Regions from separate parts of the Mus musculus genome. Here regions 2, 3, 4 and 5 are each linked to region 1. A link is a contact called in public HiChIP or PLAC-seq, capture Hi-C and promoter capture Hi-C data. All regions are on one chromosome and are shown on one strand. Each heading gives the region's core, a stretch centred on a gene start, on an enhancer-like site or on the middle of the called end of the contact. The rest is flanking DNA. Distances are from core to core; before and after follow the strand shown.

Region 1 (2,799 bases), core at 215-2,714:
CACCAGAGGGCACCCAGTGACCAACTGATGGGAAAGCTCCCTTGCAGACAGATTTCCCTACAGAACAGGGAATCTAAGTCCTTAGGGAGGGAGGCTCAGCCAAACTCTAGGTGGCTAGCTTGAGACTCCAGGCCTTAGAGGATGGGGCAAGCAGGCAGACATGGAAGCCAGAAGTCATTTCCCCGGTCCCAGTCCTGAACAGGGACAAGGGCCAGGGTAGCTGTTGTTCACTCAGACTCAGCCAGGAGGCCCTGGACCCTGCTCTGGGCTTGCTGCCTGCCCCTGCATTCCTTCCCTAACTCTCAGCCGCCTAGGCTTCCCAAGCCAGTAAGGGAGGGGCTGCTTTCCACTGGGGAGACAAGTCCAAGAAGAAATAATGTTCAGGGTAAAACAGCTGCAGGAACCCCTTTATTTTCCCCTAAAACTGTGAGACACCATGGCCACCTGTGCTGGCCTGGGACTCATATTCAGCTCCGTGTGGGTTTTACGTTTATAAAACTCTCACAAATTTTGTCAAACGGTCACGACTCCATCCCACACAGTACTTCAGTGAGTGATGGAAGGTTTGAACCCGGACCTATATTCCTTTGGGGTCTAAGCTCTCTGGGAAGCTGGATCCCTAAACTTAGTAAGAATACTGCTTAGAGGCAAACAAGGAACCAGTTCCGACCTTTAAAGCCCTCCTCATCCACCATGAGAGTGTAATCTTCCGGAGTCTCAGTCAGGCTGAAGAACTTGCACCTAGGAGGAGGGAAGGGGTGGGAAGACTTTCAGCCTAGAGTGAATGGAATGGAGACAGCAAATGAAGTCTGCTCCAGCAGCACTAAAGGACCCCCCACCAGGAGCCTTCCGGACCCGCACTCGGGCCTCACTCTCTTCCTTGGATCAATGAGTCTAGATCCCATATTTGGGATCTCCCCTCCATTCCACAGAAGTGGAAGGCTTTGGGTCCCCCTGGACAACTCTCAAAAGTTAACGTGAGGAGACTAGAAAGGGGCTACAGCCTGCCAAGGAACACATGCCCCCACTACACTGCCTACTCCAGGCAGTTTGCACCTTGACAAGCCCTGGGAGCGGGGCCCTCCGGGCCGGATAGGCGGCGTCGCAGAAAGGGTAAGGCCCAGGCTGGATGATGGCCAGAGTGGCTAGCGTCCCCACCCGGTACCCGCTGCTTCGCGGCGACTCTAGTCCTCCGCCCCTGGCCCAGAGGGGCAGAGGAGCCTCCACCCGCCCGACCTGCGCTCGTGAACCCGGGTGCGCACCGACTGCGACAGGGCAGGAAGAGCAGCTTGATGAGCGGGTGGGTGTAGAGCCAGAGGCCCGGACGGGCAATGCTCAGTACTCGCACCCGGTGCTCTAGGATGTGAAGTTCCATCGCAGATACGGCAGCCCCGGCCTGGCCGCCAGCGAGACCTAGGCAGGAGGCGATGCGGTGGCGCCGGGCTTAAAGAAGCACCGCCCGCTACCGGTCCGCCCAGCCAGGGATCCACACTTCGGCGGCCACGCCCCACAGCCACTGTGAAGTGGCCACGCCTCCTCCTGAGCCCTGCCTACCGGGCGCTGCGGGCTGCCTTCAAACTCTGCCAAAGCCACTCTTCTAGCCCTCACCCATCTGAGTCCTTCAAGGACACGCCCCAGACACGCCCTTTCCGCTGGACGCCCGCTGTGTTGGGTTTGGGAACGTGCTGGAAGCTCCTGGTCCCCTCCCTGTCTATCCTCCAGGCTCGCACGTGGGCTTTATGGTTAAAGCCACTAAAACGCAGAGCCTGGCGGTGGTAAGTGTGTATCTTTAATCCCAGCACTAGGGAGGCAGAGGCAGGCAGATCTCTGTGAGTTCGAGGCCAGACTAGTCTACAGAGTGACTTCCAGGACAGCTAGAACTACACAGAAAAACCCTGTCTGGACTGTAGGAAGGCTGGAAGCCGGGCTGGAGCTCTGTTGGGGCCAGAGCTGTCCATAAATCTCCGGAGTGGGGAGGTTAGGCTGGAGACCCGCGGAACAGCTGAGTTGGAGCCTATCTTCCTTTTATTGCCGGGGGTAGGGGGCAGGGACTGCAGAGCTGACAAGGACAGTAAGGACTAAAGATCCCTAAGAATGGGGTGCCCAAGGTTGGTTTGATAGTACTGCAACCCTATCTTGTTGTTGTTTCGACCAGCAAAACCTGGCCGGTGTGGCAGTTTTTAGTCAAACAACTTCTGAAATAGAATGCTCCCCACTGAGGGGAGGAACCGAAAAAGGGTCCTCCTCTCCTGTCTAAGCAACATACTATGGACTCTGAATCTTTTTTTAAATTTTATTTATTATATGTAAGTATACTGTGTCTTCAGGCACACCAGAAGAGGGTATCAGATCTCATTTCGGATGGTTGTGAACCACGTGGTTGCTGGGATTTGAACTCGGGACCTTCGGAAGAGCAGTCAGTGCTCTTAACTGCTGAGCCATCTCTCCAGCCCTTACCCCTAGATTCTGAATCTTATTCCAGGGACAACCCTAAGTACCTGAAGTGAGAATGCCCAGGGCTCAGACACTGAGGGGACAGGCCATAGTATTTGAGGTTCCCTGGGTATCAAACCAGAGACCTCCCTGTTGAAGTTTTCTTAAAGCGTCTCATCATTTGCAGAACTCAACTGGCCTGAACACATCTAAATTAGCTACAGATCCAAGAAGGCCCCTAAGCACTGGCAGACACCCCAGTGATCAAGGTTTAAGAAAACCCCAAGGCTGAGCAGAAACGAGCAAGCACAGGTTGATTTCACGGCAGGATGGGGCATGCTCCAAAGGGCCCTTGTTTGGCCCAGA
Region 2 (2,799 bases), core at 178-2,677, 840 kb before region 1:
TTTTCTGCTATACGCTGCCTCAGGGCTTTAACATAATCGAAACTGTCGGGGCTGCAGATGTCGTAGACCAGCACAAAGGCGTCTGTGTCCTGCAAGCTCCAGTCTTTAGGGTCCGGCCACTCCTAGAGGGTAGAGGCTGGGGTTTACTCCAATTCAACCTCACTCCCCGTCACCTCCCAGCAATACTCCGGATGGGACGCGCCCTCCCACAGGCCAGACTTCCCAGCCGTGCTTGGATCTTGTCAGTCCTTAGCCCTCCTACTTCCTGGGCCACCCGTCAACCTACTATGCTCCTACTGCCTCAGAGCCTGGGATCTGCCGTCCACCGGCTGACAGATGGTAACTGACTGTCCTGGTGCAGCTGTACAGGTGAAGCCTCTGGCTTGTCTCTTGCTGCTCTTTCCCCCTTGCAATATTCTTACAGCTTCTTTCACCAAAACTTCATTTAGCCTCCCAGGTGCTGCTCAAATGCCAGCTTTGAAATGAATGCAGCGCCAAAGACTGGGAGTCTGAGGGTGCGGTGGCCCCCTCTAGAAAGGGTACTCCTGTGTCTGGTCCAGTCTGTCACAGCGGCGCGGCTCAGCTCAAGCTGTGCCACACACTGACCCAGACACCAGCCTAGGCAGGCAAAGAAGACAAGAAACAGCCACAGAGCCGGGCGTGGTGGCGCACGCCTTTAATCCCAGCACTTGAGAGGCAGAGGCAGGTGGATTTCTGAGTTCAAGGCCAGCCTGGTCTACAGAGAGAATTCCAGGACAGCCAGCACTGCACAGAGAAACCCTGTCTCGAAAAAAACAAAAACAAAAACAAAAGAGAGAGAGAGAGAGAGAGAGAGAGAGAGAGAGAGAGAGAGAGAGAGAGAGAGAGAGAGAGAGGAAACAGCCACAGGGCACCTACAGGTTAGCGCAGGAAGCTCGTATGCAAACTACCTAGACACACACACTTCAATCCCAGAACGGGCTCGGGCGCCCTGGATCAGTACACATGGGCACCAAGTGTACACACACCCCTGGCCCCCTCGAACCGCTACCTCAAGACTTCTGGGGCTTGAGCCGGGTCCAGCGACGTCACCATCGCGGATACTCAGGTCGTAGACCGCGCCGTCGAGCAGCACCGCGGGTCGGTAGAGGCAGGGACTGTCCGTGGGTCGGTGGCGCTCAGGATAGTCACCAAACAAGAATTGGCGGATGATGGCGGTCTTACCCACTCCCGGAGCACCCAGAACAGCCACCCGCAGGCTGCCGCCCATGGCTGGCCCGCGCTCCCGCGCCTGGCACCGGGGAGCTTCATGAGCCCGTTCTGCGCCTTGCTTGCCCGGCCCGGGATACCCGCATCGCGTCGCCTACAGCACCTCAGCCACAAGAGGCCAGGCCTGAGGATCGAGCGGGCGGACGCACCCGCAGCTCCGCAGGAAGAGTGCACCCGGTGCGGTGCAGACCCGCCCCCACCTTCAGCTCCGTCCCCTTCTCGCTCCGGCGCCGGGAGCCGCCGCCCCAGTCGGCCGCGCGGGCGAGCAAGCGAGCGGGGCCTCCCGGAGGCGGCGATGAGGTAACTGTCCGCCCCGCCCCTCCCGGGGAGGGTCGCGGCCCAGTGACTGCCAGGCGGGTCGCCTTGTTAAAGCCTGGTTCCCCAGGTGGCAGTCAGCTTCCCTCAACCGTTTCAAAACCGAAGCCGCTGGGCGCCACCTCCCTGTTCCTCCAACACCGCTGGCTGCAACCTGGCTGTTGACCAAGCCCAGGCTCTTAGAATCAGGCCACTTGGGGTCAGACCCAGTCCTGGTTGAATGACCTTGGGCCAATCGTCGCATTGGACTTTTTGTCTGCATCCCGGTTGTCCACCAAAGGCCGATGGCTTCAAAGCTTCCTCCTGTTTTGTGAGACCCTGGGCACCAACTCCTTTTCTGGGCTCTCCCCTGCATCATCTTCGAACCGCAGCCTCAACCTGGGTACTCGTGGTTTAAGGAGGAGGGAACTGAGACCCTGGAGAGGTATCTCAAAGTGAGAAGGACACTGGGACTCCGTCCCGGGCCTGCGGGCCACTTTTCATTACACCTACAAGGACAAACGACTAGAAGAACACTGTTTCAAAGGACCAGCCCAGAGGGGGTGGGGAGTGGAGACAGAAGGGTTTGAGCCCAGCACAGAAGTCTGCTCAGCAACTCAGCCCCCAGTCACTGCCCCAACAGGTTGGAGGCGAAGAAACAGATCCACGGGTCTGTCCCAGAGTCTGTCCCAGGGGTGCACCATGCCCTCTTCCCTGGACAAGTTCGGAAGCTCCTCTGAGGGTTCGGAAAGTCTGGGTTTGCCCAACCTCCGTCCGGCCCTCCAGTCTCCACACACTGGAGGAGTTCCCAGGCCTCTGCCCTCCACCCAGGTACTGTGAAATGCAGGCACCCGGCATTGAACAAGACTCACTCATTCAACGAATGCTTCAAGTCTAACAGGTGGCCAGAATGCTGAAATGGAGCCAAAAGGAAAAAGAACTGTCTCCTCTCCCTTAGGAGAGAAGGCTCTAGAAATACTTAGATCCAGGCCTCTAAAGGCATTGATAATATGTCTACCTGGCCAGGAATTAAGTGGAAGGAAGGGCAGGAGAAACTAGCCCGTCAAGGGGGAAGGAGGCACACCCTCCCGCGGGGAACAGGTGACAGCAGCTGGAAGGTATTCCTTAACACTAATGTCTAGTCCTCTTCCCCAGGTAGACTTAGGGCCTGGTCTGATTTCACCACCCCCACCCCCACCTCTCTTCCCCCTTTCAGCCACTAGGGATATTCTAGGTCTTTAAATTCAGAGTAGCGAC
Region 3 (2,799 bases), core at 157-2,656, 780 kb before region 1:
CAGGCCCTGTCTAAATTCTTGAGACAAGCTATCCTGATGCTTTGTTAATCTAAGAAGAGGTGTGCTTGAGAAAATGGCTTCCCCAGATTGTCTGTAGACAAGTCTGTAGGACATCTTATTAATGATTGTGTGGGTGGTGGTCTTGGGTGTAGAAGAAAGCACGCTGAGTAATAAGCCAGTAAGCAGCATTCTCTGTGGCTTCTGCTTCGGCTTCTGCCCTAACTTCCTTTACACTGGGCTGGAGTGTGGAGCTGTAAACTGAAATAAAACCTTTCCTTCCCAACTGCTTCTGGTCACGGTATTTTATCACAGCATAGAAAAGGAACTAAAGGGCTGGAGAGATGGCTCCGTGGTTAAGAGCACTGATTGCTTTTCCAGAGGTCCTGAGTTCAACTCCCAGCAACCACATGGTGGCTCACAACCATCTGTTATGGGGATCCGATGCTCACTTCTGGTATGTGTGAAGACAGTGACAGTGTACTCACATACATGAAATAAATACATAGATCTTTAAAAAAGAAAGAAAAAAGAAAAGTAACTAAGAACTAGAACTCCATTATGTAAGTCAGGCTAGCCTCAAACTCATGATTCTTTTGCCTCAGCTGGTGGACAGGACTGCAGGTATACACCACCATGCTCGGGTGATTAAGTCTTCAGGAGGAAGGAAGACCATACCACTCTGAGGAGGAAAGTGCTCCATTGTCCACAAGGGCAGACACTGGCCAGTGGTGCCTTTCTTCCTTCCAGGCCATGCAATCTCTGCATTGAGAAGCTTTGAGGGTGGCATGCAAGTATATGCACTGAACACTGAGGGCACATGGTGAGTTGACAAGGGAGCTGATCAGCAAAACAGACAGAGATGAGAACAACTTAAGGTCTGACTCAGGTGCAGCAGCACTTCTGAATGCATGGATATAGATATATACAGGCAGGGAACACTGACCCCTGAAGGTCTCTGCTGGAGCTGTAACTGTTCCATCCCTTCCTGACAACAGCTGCTCAGAAACCTGCCACAAGGATAGATGGATCTCAAGGGCCATCAGGAGTAAGTCAGAACAGACACAGAGGCCCATACCTGCAATCCTAGTTCTCGGGAGGCTGAAGAACAAGGATCATGGATTCCAGGTCAGCCTGGATTCCCTAGGGAGACCCTGTCTCAGAAAAAGGAAAGAAAGGGGAAAGGCTAAGAAAGAGAGGGAATGAAAAGGGGCATTCTTTAACCAAAAAGAAAGCCCAGCTGGTAAAGTGCTTGCCAAGCAATCATGAAGACCTGAGTTCTCCAGAGCTCAGGGAAGAAAGCTGGAGCTGCACTTGTGACCACCAGGTGAACCCCTGGAGCTTACTGACCAGGCAAACTAAACTAGTTAATGATTTCCAGGCCAGTGAGAAACTCTCAAAGATCCAGATGGCTAATGCCCGAGGAACAATACCTCCAAGTTGACCTCTGGCCTCTACAGACACGTGACTGTATCTACACACTCATCCAGCACACACGGAAATACACACAATGGAGGCTAGAGTGGGGTTGCTGCTTCTTCCTCACCTAAGACAGGAGAGCTGGAGTGTGCTCAGCTCTTTCAGCTAGCTGTCTCAAGGACAGAGACTGGCTTATCACACCAATGTCCCCTGCCTAACTGTGACCCTGCCTGTGAGGCTGAGCAAGATTCCAGGCACTTCTCCCCATTTGACAACCTTTCATCTTACTCAGTGTTCCTAGTGGTGTTGGTGACTGAATCCAGTGTCATACCTACAAAGCAAACTACCCCGGAGCTACAGTCTTTAAAAAGGAAATGGTTCCTCCCAGGTGAGCACGAACACCCATTTTAAGGACAGGGAAACAGGGAAGGCTAACTCCAAGACCAAAAGGCGAGTCGTCGGCAGACAAAGCACTTCAGACTACCTCTCTGAGACAATGTGGTCTCCAGACTCATACAAACAGGCTCTTTCAAGTCAGCTCGGCAACTATGAGAAAATGTTCCATGTTCTTCAGGCTTGGCATGAAATGCAGAACAAAGACAGTGCTTACAGAAGTATGACAAACAGACATACATTGTGGGCCAGACCCCACACGGAATTTTAAATTTAGTTCTCATGGGGTAAGGATGGCTCAGCTGGTAAAGGTGCCTGCCACCAAGTCTGATGAACTGAGTTTCTCCATGTGGTGGAGAAAGAGAAAAAACCCTGTAAGTTGTCCTGACTTCCACACACTATATAACAAAAGTATTAATTAAAAGTTCCAGCCGGAGCCGGGCCGTGGTGGCACACACCTTTAATCCCAGCACTTGGGAGGCAGAGGCAGGCGGATTTCTGAGTTGGAGGCCAGCCTGGTCTACAAAGTGAGTTCCAGGACAGCCAGGGCTACACAGAGAAACCCTGTCTCGAAAAACAAAAACAAAAACAAAAACAAACAAACAAACAAAAAAAGTTCCAGCCGGACATGGTGGCACACGCCTTTAATCCCAGAACTCAGGAGGCAGAGGCAGGTGGATTTCTGAGTTTGAGACCAGCCTGGTCTACAGAGTGAGTTCCAGGATAGCCAGGGCTACACAGAGAAACCCTGTCTCCAAAAAAAAAAAAAAAAAAAAAGTTCCTGGTGAGATGGCTCAGCGGAGGCCATGAGTTCAAATCCCAGCAACCACATGATAGCTCACTACCATCCATAATGAGAAACAAATAAAGAGCCTATGGGCCGGAGCAGGACCCAGAGAGAGTAGGGCCAGAGCAAGAAGGGGAAAGGGAAGGAGAGAAAAAAAATTCCATCTTCATAATATCTGTGAAGAAGATTTTATCAATAGCACA
Region 4 (2,799 bases), core at 77-2,576, 730 kb before region 1:
GGCACGGGCGGCTCCGTCCACTAACACCGCTTTTGACCGGAAAACCAAACCAAGAACGAGCCGTATAATAAAGCAAGAGCTCCAAGTCTAAGCCCCTCCGCCGTCCCCGCCCTTTCACCTGAAGCCTCAGTAGGGCTCATGATGGAGGTCGGTGGACTTTGGTACTGAAAAACCACTCCACCACTTCCTCGGAGCATGAAAGGGGATGCTTACGGCAGTACTGGTTCATCTATTCTGGAAAAGGAATGAGATGCCAAGATAAAGCAGAAAAATCGGGCAAGGAAGGGAGAAAGACAAAGTTCTCAGGTGAGAGGAACTGGTTACTATTCCGACTGGCAATATGTGGGTTCTCCTCCCCAAAATCAGCCAGACATTTCCCAAGTTCGAACCTCCTAGGGGCACATGGGAGCTTGGAGCTGCATCTTGTCTCTTGCACACAAGGGAAAACCAAACATAGGAGAACACAATTTGTACAAGGTCATTCAGCTAGCGAAGCACAGAAGCTAACCCCACCCTGTGGCAGAACTTGGCTTCGGTGTTGAGGCTCTTGCTGCCTACTGAGGGACCCCCTGTTCTTCGTAGGCAGTTTTCCTTTCCGGGCAAGAGGAGACTCCACTTTCCAGTCGTGGCCACTGGAATTTTTAGAGAGCACCACGTTCCTCTCACCCAGCGCTCCCTTTCTCCGTCTGCAGTGTTCTCCTTCTCAGGGTAGCTTTGCGGTCCTTTCAAACTCCACGCCCACCCCAACCCCAACCCCGAAGCCAGCTGTACAGTTCCTTAAGCCCCTTTGGGTGGCCCAGGGCCGCTGTAGTATCTGGGGAACACTGCACCGCCAGCTAGAAGGTCCCCATTTATCATCAGTAGCATCCATCATGCAACCCCATACAGAATCCCTTCGTGGGTGACTGCAGTCTGCACTCCTCATCTCAAGGTCCTCTCTAACTATCAGGGAACCAACCCTGTGCTGCTTCTCAAGTGGGGGTGTCCTCTCATAGTAATCACTGCAGTCTCCCACTGCTTCAACCCGAAGGCGCCCTGACCCATCAGTTCTGCAATCCTCTCCCTATTTCCAGTGCCCTCTCTTATTCTGAGGGTCTTATTCTGACTAATAGGGTCTTCCGACATGCACCTGGAGGTCTGCACTTGTCCGCTCCGGAAGTCCTTTACTCCTTGGTCTGACCTCGGGAGGCTCTACTGACGATGCGTCGATTCCCCTTCACTCCTGGGTCGTCCCCCCCAGCCCCGCCCCTCTCACTGCGGAGAAGCCGGTCGGCCCGGGGCCGCGGGGGAGGAGGTGGAGAGGGTGGGGCCCTCCTCCCCAGCCCCCCACTGCCGAGGGGCCGGACCGGGCCACCGCGGATATAAAAGAGCCGGAGTCCCAGAGCTGCCGCAGTGCTGCCTGCCCCGTCCCAGCCCCGCACTCCCGCTCCGCTGGCGGCCGCACCTGCTCCGGCCATGATGAGCTTCGGCAGCGCCGATGCGCTGCTGGGCGCCCCGTTCGCGCCGCTGCACGGAGGCGGCAGCCTGCACTACTCGCTGAGCCGCAAGGCAGGCCCGGGCGGCACGCGCTCCGCGGCCGGCTCCTCCAGCGGCTTCCACTCGTGGGCGCGGACGTCCGTGAGCTCCGTGTCCGCCTCACCCAGCCGCTTCCGCGGCGCCGCCTCGAGCACCGACTCGCTAGACACCCTAAGCAACGGCCCAGAGGGCTGCGTGGTGGCGGCGGTGGCGGCGCGCAGCGAGAAGGAGCAGCTGCAGGCTCTGAACGACCGCTTCGCGGGCTACATCGACAAGGTGAGGCAGCTCGAGGCGCACAACCGCAGCCTGGAGGGCGAGGCGGCGGCGCTGCGGCAGCAGCAAGCCGGCCGCGCCGCCATGGGCGAGCTGTACGAGCGCGAGGTGCGCGAGATGCGCGGCGCCGTGCTGCGCCTCGGGGCGGCGCGCGGGCAGCTGCGCCTGGAGCAGGAGCACCTGCTGGAGGACATCGCTCACGTCCGCCAGCGGCTGGACGAGGAGGCCCGGCAGCGTGAGGAGGCGGAGGCGGCGGCGCGCGCCCTGGCGCGCTTCGCGCAGGAGGCGGAAGCGGCGCGCGTGGAGCTGCAGAAGAAGGCGCAGGCGCTGCAGGAGGAGTGCGGCTACCTGCGGCGCCACCACCAGGAGGAGGTGGGCGAGCTGCTCGGTCAGATCCAGGGCTGCGGGGCCGCGCAGGCGCAGGCTCAGGCCGAGGCTCGCGACGCCCTCAAGTGCGACGTGACGTCGGCGCTGCGGGAGATCCGCGCGCAGCTCGAAGGCCACGCGGTGCAGAGCACGCTGCAGTCCGAGGAGTGGTTCCGAGGTGCGCGGGAGCGCGGGGTGGGAAGGGGTCGCCCCCTCCTGGCGGAGCAGTGAGCAGCCCGAGAGGACTCCTCTCAGAAGTAGCTAGACCCGCTGCGAGGTGCATGCCACCTGACAAAGTAGCGGTTTTACCCAGACCCTCCCTTGGGGCGCCCCAACTCTGGATTTTCCTTTAGAAAAAGGAAACCACCCTCCACATTTTTTATGTCTGTAATTAAACACCGGGGCCAACCCCTGTGCCCCACACACTGTTAGACCCCAGATTCAGACTGATCTCCCATCTGAAATGGAGCAAGCCCCGTCTGGACCCAGCGTATCAGGTATCCAGCAGCCGCTTGCCATGCCAACTCTGCCCACCCTTTCTTGCGCACCCTGCGCAGTGGGTGGAACAGGAGTATTCGTTCTACCAGGCTTCGTCCCACTACTTGCTCAGTACATAACATCGCGAATTTTAGTAATTGCTGTGTA
Region 5 (2,799 bases), core at 129-2,628, 680 kb after region 1:
ATAGACAATCCCGGAAACAGGCACCCACCTCGGCCATTCATTGATCTCAGCCAGCGCGAGCAGGCGGTTCACTGGAGCAATCGGCTTCCCACTCAGGTAGGGAAGACTAGGAAACCTCCACAGCCGGCGTCTTCGTCGGTTTGGCGCATTTCTTCTGCCTCCCCCGCAAGGGGCTTCCTTCTCTAGGTCTTATTTTCCAATATATAAGGTGAGAGGACCACCTCTTGGGGCTGTGGGAGGAAACAAAAAGACTTTAAATGGACACAGGTCCTCTCTTTGGGTGTGTAAAGGTTGGTCTTGGAGAAATCTGAGTTGGAGCTCTCTGAGAGACTACAGGAGCCAGCTCAGCCCTACCTCAGTTCCACATTATAGTGTTAGCAGAGATTAGAATCCCTGCTAGGTGGGATGAACCTCGACTCCATTACCCATAGGCTTTTGTCTCATCTGTATAAGGGAACAGTCAAATCTCATTAAGTTGTTATGGATATTATAATCTGATACACAACACACAACACACACACACACACACACAAGAAATACGTTGGTGCTTTTATGGTTTTTATTTGATTTACAGTTTTTATTTATCAAGCTGGACTCCAGACTTTATCTGCCCAGGCTCCACCCTACTTTTTTCTTAGGCAAGACCAGTAGGGCGGCTCCACAGCCTCCAGGATGACAGGGAAGCTTTCCCTCCAGGGTCTGAGCTCTTGGGTCTCCTGGTTGACTCTTTGTATTGTCTCCTTGGGATCTTCAGTTTCCCCCATTTGTTGAGTTGCGAGGTTCATACTCCCTATTTAGAACTTCGGGGGTCTCAGAGGCAGACTTTAAAGAATTTGGGAGAGCATGCTACATATATGAGCAAGGAAGGTACGATATGATTGATCCTGCTCCATCTCAGATGTCCTGGGCGACTCAATAATTGTCAAAATGCTGCTGGTCACCCAGTCTCCTTACCCTGAGGTGGCACAGACCAGGTGTCCCGAAAGCGCCCTTTGAGCGTTGAGTTGACTGGGCAGTCTGTGTACTAAGGCGCCTAGTGGGTGGAGTCCGGAGAAAGGATGTGGTCTCAAGAACAAAAAGGAGGGCAGGGAGGGGCTGTCAGGACCGCTCAGGGCTTACAGGATCCCAAGATACTTATTTGCCCGGTTTGTGGCACATTCCGGACTTTGGCTTAGAGCCTGTATCCTGGTGAAGCCCACCCGAGGATGTCTAGGACCTCGCAACAGCAGTCCCCAAAACTACAATACCCAACATGCCTGTACAGTGAGGGGCTGGAGTCTTTTGGGGGCGGGTCCTAAAAAATTGAATTTTCCCAATGGGACCAGAGCAGGGGCGTGTCTCAACAGAGAATTGGCTGGGACAGCTTGGCAGGGCGGAGCCAGCCATCTGGCTGGCGCCGCGGGACAGGCGTCTGCAGCAGAGTCCAGGGTACGTTGCTGAACCGGCCTGGGCTCCTGGGCTGCGGCTCCTCCCGTCGGTCTGCCGGTCTCTACTGCATCTACCGGGTCCCGACCAAACTAACACGAAACTGCGCCGGAACGGCGGGCCGGACTGAGAGGTGGGTATGAGGATCTCGGGTCTACTCTAGGAGTCCGGATGAGTCCGGGGAAGGGGGTGTGAAACCTGGATGTCTGGACAGGGATTCTGAAACTCCCAGGTCCGGGAACCCTAGCCAAATCACGAGAACTCCAAAGACACATGGTTGAAGTTCTGAGACCCTGGGGAAAGAGTCTTGAAGAGACTCTATGGACTTGGAAGAGGCTTCTCGATCCCCAGAGACACTAATCTATAGGGAGCTGATACCTCGAGGAATCTTTCCCAGATCCTGACCCATCTCTCGCAGGGCCTTAACAATCCCCAGGACTGAAAACTCTGTAGCATGAAGCCATGAGAATGGTGGCAAGCAGTGGCAGGAATTTCTGAGCAGACAGTCCCGAGTATCACCTAGGTTTGGAACTAACAACACCCTTACCCAACATGAAGAAGCATAGCATGTCCACAATACTTAAGATTGGGCACTGGGGAGGGGTAGTTACCCCAGACAGAGTATCTAGACTAGGAGGTAAAGACTCTAGCAGTGCCTTCCAACTCCAACTAGTGCGCACTGGGACTCCCCCAGACCCATTCACCGGATGGGGTGACTCACACCAAGTGACTGTTGTAGAGAGGGAGTGGATGATTTCGGGATGAATCAATGGAGGTGGGGGGTCCAGAGGCCATTTCAGTCACCACATTAGCAAAACATCCAGGTGTGCTAGACCATGGAACCACAAATTCCAGAGACACTGGGGACTCCAGGAAGGAGTGATTTGGGCTAGAGACTGGCACCAGATTTAGGAATCCATTTTGACGGTCAGTGGTTGAACAAGAAACAAACAGCCTGGAGTCTTGGGCAGCATCTTGGAAGGGGACTTCAGAAGGCAGAAGTCACCAAGATTTGTGTTAGGTTCTTTCTGCCCTTTGAGTCTGAGTTTTTCTGACCCCCTGTGATGAATCTTTGACCATCTCCCATCCTCTCAGTTTGCCTGAAGTCCAGAGGTTGGGTGGGTCAGCTTCCCAAGGCCCTTCCAGTTGGAAAGTGAACTGTGAGTGAATTCTGAGTGTGTGAATGGACAGGGAGAGAGGGACACCTGGCTCCCCAAGGTCAGGTCTGCTGACATCAGGGAGGAAAGGAGTCAAAACTGAAGGCTGGCTCCAAGAACTGCCAGACACAGGTAGCTCCCATACCTGTGGGAATGACAGTCTTAGTAAGAATTGGATATGGGCTCAGCCCACAGCCAGACGCCCAGCTTGTGGAGG

The links. Promoter capture Hi-C pulls out the DNA fragments that hold promoters and counts their contacts. HiChIP or PLAC-seq counts read pairs in DNA pulled down with a chosen protein or histone mark. Capture Hi-C pulls out chosen DNA fragments and counts their contacts.
Region 2: an H3K4me3 HiChIP or PLAC-seq map of bone marrow-derived macrophages shows a contact between it and region 1, with 6 times the contacts expected there. The contact joins the promoter of Rasl10a here to the promoter of Castor1 in region 1. A contact is called at or near these places in 9 of 115 datasets of contacts at active chromatin or transcription factors (astrocytes, bone marrow-derived macrophages, cardiomyocytes and 3 more).
Region 3: a promoter capture Hi-C map of liver shows a contact between it and region 1, with 2.5 times the contacts expected there. The contact joins the enhancer-like site here to the promoter of Castor1 in region 1. A contact is called at or near these places in 4 of 39 promoter capture datasets (embryonic stem cells, hippocampal neurons, liver and 1 more) and 6 of 115 datasets of contacts at active chromatin or transcription factors (T-cell acute lymphoblastic leukemia, differentiating embryonic stem cells, embryonic stem cells and 1 more).
Region 4: a contact with region 1 is called in a capture Hi-C map of embryonic stem cells, with 5 times the contacts expected there. The contact joins the promoter of Nefh here to the promoter of Castor1 in region 1. A contact is called at or near these places in 2 of 484 Hi-C or Micro-C datasets (the G1E-ER4 cell line and embryonic stem cells), 5 of 115 datasets of contacts at active chromatin or transcription factors (bone marrow-derived macrophages, embryonic forebrain, embryonic stem cells and 1 more) and 1 of 9 other capture datasets (embryonic stem cells).
Region 5: a contact with region 1 is called in a promoter capture Hi-C map of adipose tissue, with 2.9 times the contacts expected there. The contact joins the promoter of Smtn here to the promoter of Castor1 in region 1. A contact is called at or near these places in 1 of 484 Hi-C or Micro-C datasets (the N1E-115 cell line), 2 of 115 datasets of contacts at active chromatin or transcription factors (astrocytes and pancreatic cancer cells) and 2 of 9 other capture datasets (adipose tissue and pancreatic islet).

Annotation. Positions count from the first base shown.
Region 1 is chr11:4,216,890-4,219,688 of GRCm38.p6, reverse strand. Castor1 (cytosolic arginine sensor for mTORC1 subunit 1) reads right to left here and starts at 1,464. Exons shown (of 9, transcript NM_028022.2): 1 at 1,263-1,464; 2 at 671-741. The coding sequence starts at 1,375.
Region 2 is chr11:5,056,756-5,059,554 of GRCm38.p6, reverse strand. It overlaps Rasl10a (RAS-like, family 10, member A), which reads right to left and starts at 1,427. Exons shown (of 3, transcript NM_145216.4): 1 at 1,031-1,427; 2 at 1-122. The coding sequence starts at 1,249. It also overlaps a transcript of Gas2l1 not described here.
Region 3 is chr11:4,997,133-4,999,931 of GRCm38.p6, reverse strand. All of the region lies in intron 1 of Ap1b1 (adaptor protein complex AP-1, beta 1 subunit), which reads right to left. Among named protein-coding and RNA genes, the nearest start is that of Ap1b1, 12 kb to the right of the region's middle. Within about 2 kb of position 1,406, at least 49 of the 459 cell types and tissues checked have an H3K27ac peak or open chromatin away from gene starts, as enhancers often do. A contact at or near this core is called in liver, where this site is marked.
Region 4 is chr11:4,946,591-4,949,389 of GRCm38.p6, reverse strand. Nefh (neurofilament, heavy polypeptide) reads left to right here and starts at 1,326. Exons shown (of 4, transcript NM_010904.3): 1 at 1,326-2,332. The coding sequence starts at 1,456. It also overlaps a transcript of Ap1b1 not described here.
Region 5 is chr11:3,537,871-3,540,669 of GRCm38.p6, reverse strand. Smtn (smoothelin) reads left to right here and starts at 1,378. Exons shown (of 20, transcript NM_001284427.1): 1 at 1,378-1,558. It overlaps Gm11946 (a long non-coding RNA gene), which reads right to left. Exons shown (of 6, transcript XR_001780145.2): 3 at 955-2,799; 4 at 29-230.